3 separate regions of the Sus scrofa genome follow, and all the other regions are linked to region 2. The links are chromatin contacts, called in public HiChIP or PLAC-seq and promoter capture Hi-C maps. All regions are on one chromosome and are shown on one strand. The core of a region is the stretch at or near the end of the contact, and the rest is flanking DNA. Distances in the headings are between cores, read along the strand shown. Region 1 holds the start of LGALS8 (galectin 8). Region 2 holds the start of MTR (methionine synthase). Region 3 holds the start of HEATR1 (HEAT repeat-containing protein 1).

What was found. Promoter capture Hi-C pulls out the DNA fragments that hold promoters and counts their contacts. HiChIP or PLAC-seq counts read pairs in DNA pulled down with a chosen protein or histone mark.
Region 1: a promoter capture Hi-C map of liver shows a contact between it and region 2, with 4 times the contacts expected there. The contact joins the promoter of LGALS8 here to the promoter of MTR in region 2. A contact is called at or near these places in 1 of 5 promoter capture datasets (liver), 1 of 47 Hi-C or Micro-C datasets (liver) and 1 of 2 datasets of contacts at active chromatin or transcription factors (alveolar macrophages).
Region 3: a contact with region 2 is called in an H3K27ac HiChIP or PLAC-seq map of alveolar macrophages. The contact joins the promoter of HEATR1 here to the promoter of MTR in region 2. A contact is called at or near these places in 2 of 5 promoter capture datasets (fetal skeletal muscle and liver), 5 of 47 Hi-C or Micro-C datasets (brain, heart right ventricle, liver and 1 more) and 1 of 2 datasets of contacts at active chromatin or transcription factors (alveolar macrophages).

Annotation. Positions count from the first base shown.
Region 1 is chr14:54,887,747-54,890,576 of Sscrofa11.1, forward strand. LGALS8 (galectin 8) reads right to left here and starts at 1,325. Exons shown (of 9, transcript NM_001142827.1): 1 at 1,281-1,325. The coding sequence starts at 1,325.
Region 2 is chr14:54,651,435-54,654,244 of Sscrofa11.1, forward strand. It overlaps MTR (methionine synthase), which reads right to left and starts at 1,346. Exons shown (of 33, transcript XM_021073435.1): 1 at 871-1,346. The coding sequence starts at 904.
Region 3 is chr14:54,819,791-54,822,598 of Sscrofa11.1, forward strand. It overlaps HEATR1 (HEAT repeat-containing protein 1), which reads left to right and starts at 1,283. Exons shown (of 46, transcript XM_021073757.1): 1 at 1,283-1,416; 2 at 1,636-1,810; 3 at 2,336-2,552. The coding sequence starts at 1,669.

The sequences.
Region 1 (2,830 bases), core at 75-2,574, 240 kb after region 2:
TTAAGCATCCGGCGTTGCCATGAGCTGTGGTGTAGGTCACAGACATGGCTTGGATCTGGTGTGGCTGTGGCTGTGGTGTAGGCCGGCAGCTGCAGCTCCAATTCAACTCCTAGTCTGGGAACTTCCATGTGCTCAGAGTGCAGCCCTAAAAAGACAAAAACAAAACAAAACAAAAAAACAAAAAAAAAAACAACTTTGGAGAAAGTCAGTCTACAATATGAAGTTTTTAACCTTGGATGCACAACATCATTTTAAATGTCCTGCTGACTTCAAATCCAGCAAGTTTTCCTTTTTAAACCTACTATGACTAAAGGCTATTTTTTCTAAAACAGACATTGCTTTATATGGCGGTTGTACCTCATTCTTACACAATGGCATTAACCCCTAGGGAAAAAAAAGGGCTGCAGCTACAAAGCAAACAACAGAAACCTGAACCCACTTACTTACACTAATAGGACTGGTTGAAGGCCTTACTTGAAGGATTCTTACCAAGAATCTCCTAGAGGGTTACCAAAAAAAAGCAACTCCATCTCAGACTTAAGTTCAGCTTCAGACACATGGAAATGAAACATCTCTAAAGATTCTCACACTACATGAAACTAAAACAAGTTTGTTACTTCCCAGGAAATACACTGAAATTTCCAGCAATTACATTCAGGGTGCCTGGAACAAGACTGCTAATTTTTTTCATTCTCCACCTCACTAGTTTTTGACATTCTCTGCTCAGGTACCACGAGGTATTTGAGGGGCAGGGAGAAAAGCTGAGATGTTAACTTCTCACAAACAGGTCTAATTTTAAAAGAAAAATTAAAACTTGTAGAGTAAGAAATCCATTTTCCTTTGAAAATTATGTCTTGGGATGTTCTGAACCTTCCCACCACCACCACAGCCAAGTTCCCTCCATCTGTATGCCCATGCTCTCCATTCATAACATATGACCCTCGAACAACACAGGTTTGAACTGTGCGGGTCTGAATCCACTCACGCTTGGATTTTTTTTTTTTTTCTTCCAGTAAACACGCACTATCTGATGCGCAGTTGGCTGACTCCCCAGATGCAGAAAGGCGTGTTCTGGGGCAATCTGACTTGAGCATCCAGGGGCTCCAAGGGCTGTATCTGTTGGACAGGGCCCACCAGAGTCCCTATCACATGGCAGATACACCACTTAACATTTACTGAATTTTACTCTTGCCCTCCCCACCCCAGCAATGGATAATTACTATCCAAATGGATTTGTTCTCAACCCTGGCACAGGCAAAAAGTTTATAGAAATCAGTTACCGGGTTGTAGATGACATTTTGCAGATTATTTAAGGACAACGTCATTCTTTTCCACCTTTTTGTTGACCGGGGTCTCTCTTCTGGGTATGGCCTAAGATTTTAAACAGGTTTCATTTAAAGAATTTCCAGATTGAAACTGAGGCACTTGCCCTGTGTAAAATCAAAATAAGAGGGAAAGAAAAATAAGTGTGCATTATTTTTCTTCACAACTTTTTAAAATATATAAATTATTTTACTAATATTTACCAAATAACCAGATGGTATTACAATCAAAGATCTGACTGAAATTCTTATCCCATGTATTTTACTAAATAATTTTGCATTATAATTCCAGGAAATACTGATTTTAAAAGTACATCAGTAGAAAATTTCTAACTTGAAAATTTTATTAAAAATACTTATTGTTGAGAGTTCCCACTGTGGCTCAGCGGGTTAAGAACATGACTAGTACCCAAAAGGATGTGGGTTCTATCCCTGCCTCGATGAGTGGGTTAAGATCACAGCGTAGGTCGCATATGCAGCTGTGGCATAGGCTGGCAGCTACAACTCTGGTTCAACTCTTAGCCTGGGAACTTCCATATACTGCAGGTACAGCCCTAAAAAAGAAACAAACAAACAAACAAACAAAAACTTATTAAGAATACTAGAAGTTCCCTGGTGGTGCAGTGGGTTAAGGACCTGGCGGTCACTGCTGTGACATGAGTTTAATCCCTGGTCCAAGAACTTCTGCATGCCACAGGTACAGACCAAAACAAACAAAAAACAAAAAACCTAAAACAAAATAATAGCAAATACTCCTATACAACTATCAGAGAGGTTCATTTAACTTTTCTTACCTGTAAAATAAGAATAATAATAGCATTCACCTCATAGGTTTGTTCTGAGGGTTTACATTACTTAATAAAACATTGGAACAGTACATGCTAAGTTTTATCTACTGTTATTTAGTAGAAGGGGTTGCTTTACCTCCTCCAAATTAAACAAGTCAAAAGAAAAAAAATTCGATGCCTCAAATATTAATGAGATAGTTTTCCCTGTAGCAAAAAAAAAGTATCCATCAGTACTACATTTAAACCACGGAAGACTCGATGACTAAGCAGAACTAAGAGAGAAACGAAACTAAAGCTTCCAACATTTTCCTTCCACCAATTCTGTCATCAAAGTTCAATACACACTGACCAAATCTATTACTTTGCCTCTGTTAAGAAAAAACTGAATCTCCAACACTGGATGTAACATAAGCTGAGTAACCGGTTAAGCCATGTTACACAGCAAGAGAGATTTTGCAGGTGTAATTAAAGGATACCAACCAGCTGATGTCGATAGGGATTGTCCTGGATTATCCGGTGGACCCAATGTAATTACACAAGCCCTTAATAAAGAAAGAAGCCAGAGAAGTGTGATAGAAGAGGAAATCAGAGATTTGAAGCACGAAAAGAATTTAACACACTACTGCTGGCATCTGAGATGGCGTGTAGGTGGGCAGACTAGGAAACTGTAACGAAATGAACTCTGGAGACAAACTCAAGTATCCTGGAAGTGGATTCTTC
Region 2 (2,810 bases), core at 96-2,595:
TGAACAATGTTAAGGGTCCCATCTATCAGTTCTCTAGAATCAATGGAGCCACTAGCTGACCTGTGAAAAATTTCCCTCTGAGTTATGAATTCAGTCTTCACCCTCCTCCCTGAGCTGAACAACCTCACCTGTCATCGCTGTTGTTCTGTCCGTATTACTGATTCTCTTGTTTCTTCATTTCCTACTTCATGCCCCAGATGTTTTTATGGGTGTATTTGTCCACAAATTATAAGGAGGGACGACATTAAAGACCCAGGGCTCACTTTAAAGCTGAAAATACATTTAGCTCCTGTGCTAAACTAGTTTTTTTGTTTTTTGGTTTTTTTCCTTCTTGTTGATGCCAGAGTCACCAACATTAGTATCACTGGGACTGTTAACTCCTCAAACCCACCGAGTACCTGCTCATCTATTTTAAAACAGTGATTCTAGCACACCTGAGTTTACAGAACGCCTGCTCTAACCCCGAAGCGGAAAATAAAAGTTTAACGCAGTTTTAAATAGTTCTCTTCTCTCTCAGCATTTGAACTTCCTTTGGCTTAGGTGCTCAATAAATACATGTTGAGTAAACACGTTCAATCATGCAAAACTTCGCTAGCGCCCTGCTGGAATATGCCATACCAAACTGCAAAGTTTAGTTAACGTTCAGAATGTGCTTCGGGGATTGATGGTTTGAAGGCGGGTTGGTGGGGGAAGTAAAGAACCTACACAGCAACAAAAACCGGGACCTCCAGGATCCTGCGCAAGTTCAAAGGCACCGCCCGCCACGGGGAAACCCAACCAGGTATCTCCAGACGGAGTCTAGAATCACCCCCAGGGACAGGAGACTACAGTGGAGCGAGGCACAGAAAGCGGAGCGCGGGTCTCACTCACCGGCCTGTGGCAGGTCCTGGAGCGCGGGGGACATGCTGCCGAGTCTGCTCCCAGTTGGGCAGGGGACGAGGCGGCAAAGACGCGCTCTCCAAACGAAGCGGCCCAGAGCCACGCCAGCTAGTGCGGGGCGAGCGGTTCACGGGCGGTCCGGGCTGCGGGGCACACTGAGGGGCCTCCCCGCATCTGCCGCCCGCCGCAGGGCCTCCGTCTGGCCTGAGCGCGGCGTGGCAATAACAGCAGACCCCGACCCAAACCACTACCACAGCACGCGCTTCCTCGCCAGCCGGCCGGTCGTATGCAAGGGTCTGACGGCCAGAGGCCGGGTCGCCGGGAGGGAGGCGAGTGGACCGAATATGAGGATTACGTGGCCGGCGAGGCGTACGACCAGGACTCACAGCCCCCGAGGCTTTGGGGCAACTCGGAGGACTGTTAGCTTCTGCGCTCCATCCAGCCTCAGCATGGGAGATCCCGTCCCCGCATGGTAGGTCCCGCCCTCTCAGAACTGTGATTGGTCTGTAGGAGCTCCTCGCCTCTGTATTGGCCAATCGATCTCAACCAATCACCTGAGGCCTCGCCCCAGGGCTCTCTGGGAGATGTAGTGCTGGCGTCTCAGGTGCTCAGCTGAGGATTTGAGCTTCTCAGCCCAGCGTCAGGAAGTGCAGCCACAGGGGGTCTCTCCAAGTTTAAATCGTGGGGCAAACTTGACGTGACCCCAGTGTGTCGTATGATGTCAAGAGCCTGGTACTGGGAGTCTAGAAGGCCAGGTACTGGTCATGCATTTACTGTTTACTGGCACTGGGCAAGGTACTTAAATCTCTTGGTCGCCATTCTACACTTTACAAAACAGGAAATGATAGGGCGGTGAAAATTACTTTTTCCTAAGGTTGAGTGGGGATTAAATGAGATAGTATGAACCCCTGTGAAAACTCTTATGTACATGCATGCCTCTTTTTTTGTTCCTTTTTGGCAGCACCTGCTGCCTATGGAACTTCCCAGGCCAGAAAACCTGCCTCACCGCAGTAACTGGAGCCACTAACCTGTTGAGCCAGAGGGAACTCCCAGATATGCATTTTAATTGTCATTTATTGGCAGTAAACATTATTATGTGGCAGGCTGTGGACTACTCACTAGGAATGAAAAGAGGGGCACGCTATATCACACCCCCACCTCTGTTTTAAGAGGAGAAACTCACAGTCTGGCTAAGGCTAATAATTGAATAGGAAAAAAAAAAAGAACCACATGCAGTGTGCCAAAGGAGCTCAGTTCTCCAAGGGAGTTAGGGGACATTTCAAAGAAGAGGCTGGGTTCTGAAGGAAAAGTGTGTGCCAGATAAGGCCATTCCAGTTGGGAGAAACTCCCTGGGTAGAACATGACACTTAAGAGAATTTGAAAGTAGAGGACCGCTGTGTAAGGCTGAGCATGCTAGAAGGAAAAGCAAATGAATCAAAAAACGAAAATAGAGACAAAATTATGATACTTATGAAGCTTCAAAAAAAAACCCCACAAATTTGCTTGCCATTCTCCTTTTACTTTACTGTATGTATACTTCCTTTTTTTTTTTGGCTGCACCCACGGCATGTGGAAGTTGCTGGGCCAGGAATCCAACCCACGCCACAGCAGTGACCCAAACCACTACAGTGAACACTGGATCCTTAACCTGCTACACCACGGGAGAACACCTACACCTCTTTTTAAAAATCTATAAAATTATAATAATGGTTATAGCATCTTTATCAAAGACATACCTGGAGGGAAGGAAATGGAGTGAGTGAAGAGAGAATGAAACAGAAGTGTGGGAGGAGGGAGTTCCCGTTGTGGCTCACAGGTTAAGAACCTGACTAGTATCCATGAGGATGTGAGTTTGATCTCTGGCCTTGTTCAGTGGGTTAAGGATCTGGAGTTGCCTTAAGCCACGGCATGGTTTGCAGATGCAGCTTGGA
Region 3 (2,808 bases), core at 33-2,532, 170 kb after region 2:
TACCACCGGAACTTAAAAACTCATGTTATTCTATGCAAGGCAGTCAACACCACATGTTGAAGATCACTAACAATCTGTAGAAACAACCAAAACGATTTTGTTCTTTGTTACAGCAAAGCAACAACAAAAGATAGTGTTTGTAAAAGGAAGAGATCTTCAGAAGTACAGAAGGGAGGCCCCCAGATTGGAACTATGTTTCCAGCCATCGCCAGTGAAGACGACTGACATCTTGTCACGGAAAAGCTCCACCTTCTAAGAGAAAGGAAAGCATCCAAAAAAAGGTGGGTAGGACATCCCGTCTCAATCCTGCCTCTCTGCACCTTCTCAGAGAAGCTGGGGAGGCAGCACAGAGCGCTCTCTCCACAGACTGCAGTATATCCATCCATAGGGGAAACTCTTTGGCAACATCGGCCTACAGTGACACCAAGACCAATGGTTGGTTACCTTGAGCAAGGAGTGGAGTGGGCATCACAGCAAAGGCGCAAAGTGATGGAAACTTCCTATGTCTGGAATGGGGAGAGGGAGAGAGAGATGCCTACTTACTTTTTTGTTAAAAACTCATCAAATAGCTAAAGTTTGAGATTTAGTTTGTAAATGATATCCAGGGTCAGTGAAAAACAAAACAAAAAACAACAGCGCGTGGTCTTCAGGAATGCCAACTGCAGGGATGGGATGGCCCCAAGCTCCAGAACGGTTGTGCCCAGCATTTACAGGGCAGCTCGCACTGAGACCAGCTCCTATCAAGAAATTCTCAGCCTGTTTCCACCTTATTAGAGAAGATAAACTGAGAAATGAGAATTCGGTGTAGCTCAAATGTAAGGATGAAAGATGTACACCGGCACTTAAAAAACTCGTGTTATTCTACACAAGGCAATCAACACCACATGTTGGAGATCTGTAGAAATAACCGAAAAGATGCTTTTCTTTGTTAAAGCAAAGCCACAGGAAAAGATATTGTTTGTAAAAGGAAGGGGCTCGCACGGATCTGTGAATTCGGGCTGTGAGTTCACAGCCCACAGTTTTAACCACTGCGCGATGCTGCTGGTCCTTAAAGCTGGATAAATATGTATTGAATGAATAATTCCTGCTACAGACCTTAAGGCTCACAAAAGGCCCACCCAGAAACGGTAACTTCCAGCTACCTGCCGAGAATCGACCGCTACCCCACGGTAGGGTCGGGATTCCGAGCCTAAAGTCTGGCGCGGCGGGGGGGCGGAGTTTCGCCGCCGGGAGGTGGAGTCGACTTTTCTCAATTTGGCAAGCTTGTACCTCTTCTCTTGCCGTAGTGCCCGAAACCGGAAGCTCGCCTAAGGCGTGCTTTACATTTCCGGGCGAAAGCTGGATTTTTTTGGTACCATGTGGGAGCACTTGTGAAGATTCGCAGGCTTCTAAATCCTGCCCGAAGTCGAGCTCCAGGTGAGCAAGAGTTGTGGGTCTGGGCGGCATCGCGGGTTTTCGAGTCTCCGCGGATTCGGGGCTGAGACACGCGTGGCGCGGCCGCTGAGGCTGTACTTCAGCTGTTAACGCTGTTGCTGTAGTGTCCGCGACCGCGCTGCGTGCGGAGGAAAGTTGCTATTTGCGGTTAAGCCACCTTAAGATTTTGTGGACGCTTCTCACGGTGGTTATGTTTCTTAGCCTGCGTTTTTTAGAAGTCCTCTGGCGTGAAAGATGACGTCCTTAGCCCAGCAGCTCCAGAGACTCGCTCTCCCTCAAAGTGATCCCAGTCTCTTATCCAGAGATGAAGTTGCCTCTTTGTTGTTTGACCCCAAGGAAGCGGCCACCGTCGACAGGGACACGGCCTTTGCCATTGGTGAGCTACCCTTTAAATTAAAAAAACTCTGGGAAGCTTGCGTCCTGGGTGTTGCTGTATTTTCTTGTTTTCTGACCCGCCCTCTTCCTTAGCGGCTTCTAACTTGCTAACTTGACTTAATTTTATTAAAGGAAAGAAAATAGCAGTCACTTGTTAAGATGTCTTAAGTGTGTCTATAGGCAGCGGAACTTGAATTCCACAGATAAAGTTAAGGAGTAGAGAGGAAGAACAGCTAAAAGTGGCTGGAGGTTAGGGGAGGTGTCTTCCCCGGATTAGTCAGGTTATAATATTGAAATTGTATTGAGGAAAAAAAGAAGGCCCCCTGCCAGGGGTACTTTCTATTTTCCTGATTCATGAGGATGGAACTTATTTTCTTTGTTGGAAACTAGAAACCTGTGTTTGGGACTGTATTACAGATTACATGTGCTAAAAGAATTCACATTTTTAGGGATAAGTAAAACAGTAAAAGAAGAGTAAGACGAGTTTGCTTGCAAAGATTTGTTAATTTAACTGGCCTTTTCCTAGGATGCACTGGCCTGGAAGAGCTGCTTGGAATTGATCCTTCCTTTGAACAGTTTGAAGCACCGTTGTTCAGCCAGCTAGCAAAAACCTTGGAGCGCAGCGTTCAGACCAAAACAGTGAACAAACAGCTGGATGAAAACATTTCATTATTTCTTATTCACTTGTCCCCTTACTTCCTGCTGAAGCCAGCACAGAAGTGTCTGGAGTGGTTGATTCACAGGTAGCAAATGGAATTACAAAAGTAATTATGGGCTGCTAACATTGATCTCTTTTAAAAATCAAGTAGCGAGAACATTTATCAATTTAAAGTTGAAAAATTAGGTGTATCAGGAGGTTAACATGATTTGTATTGGGTGAGATAAGCATGCCCTTCTATTATTGAACTCATTTTTACCAATAGTGAAAAGTAGAACTATTAAAGATCTTGGGTATGTAGTCTAACCTCATTAGTTCTAAGGAGTTCATGTCAGTTTGCT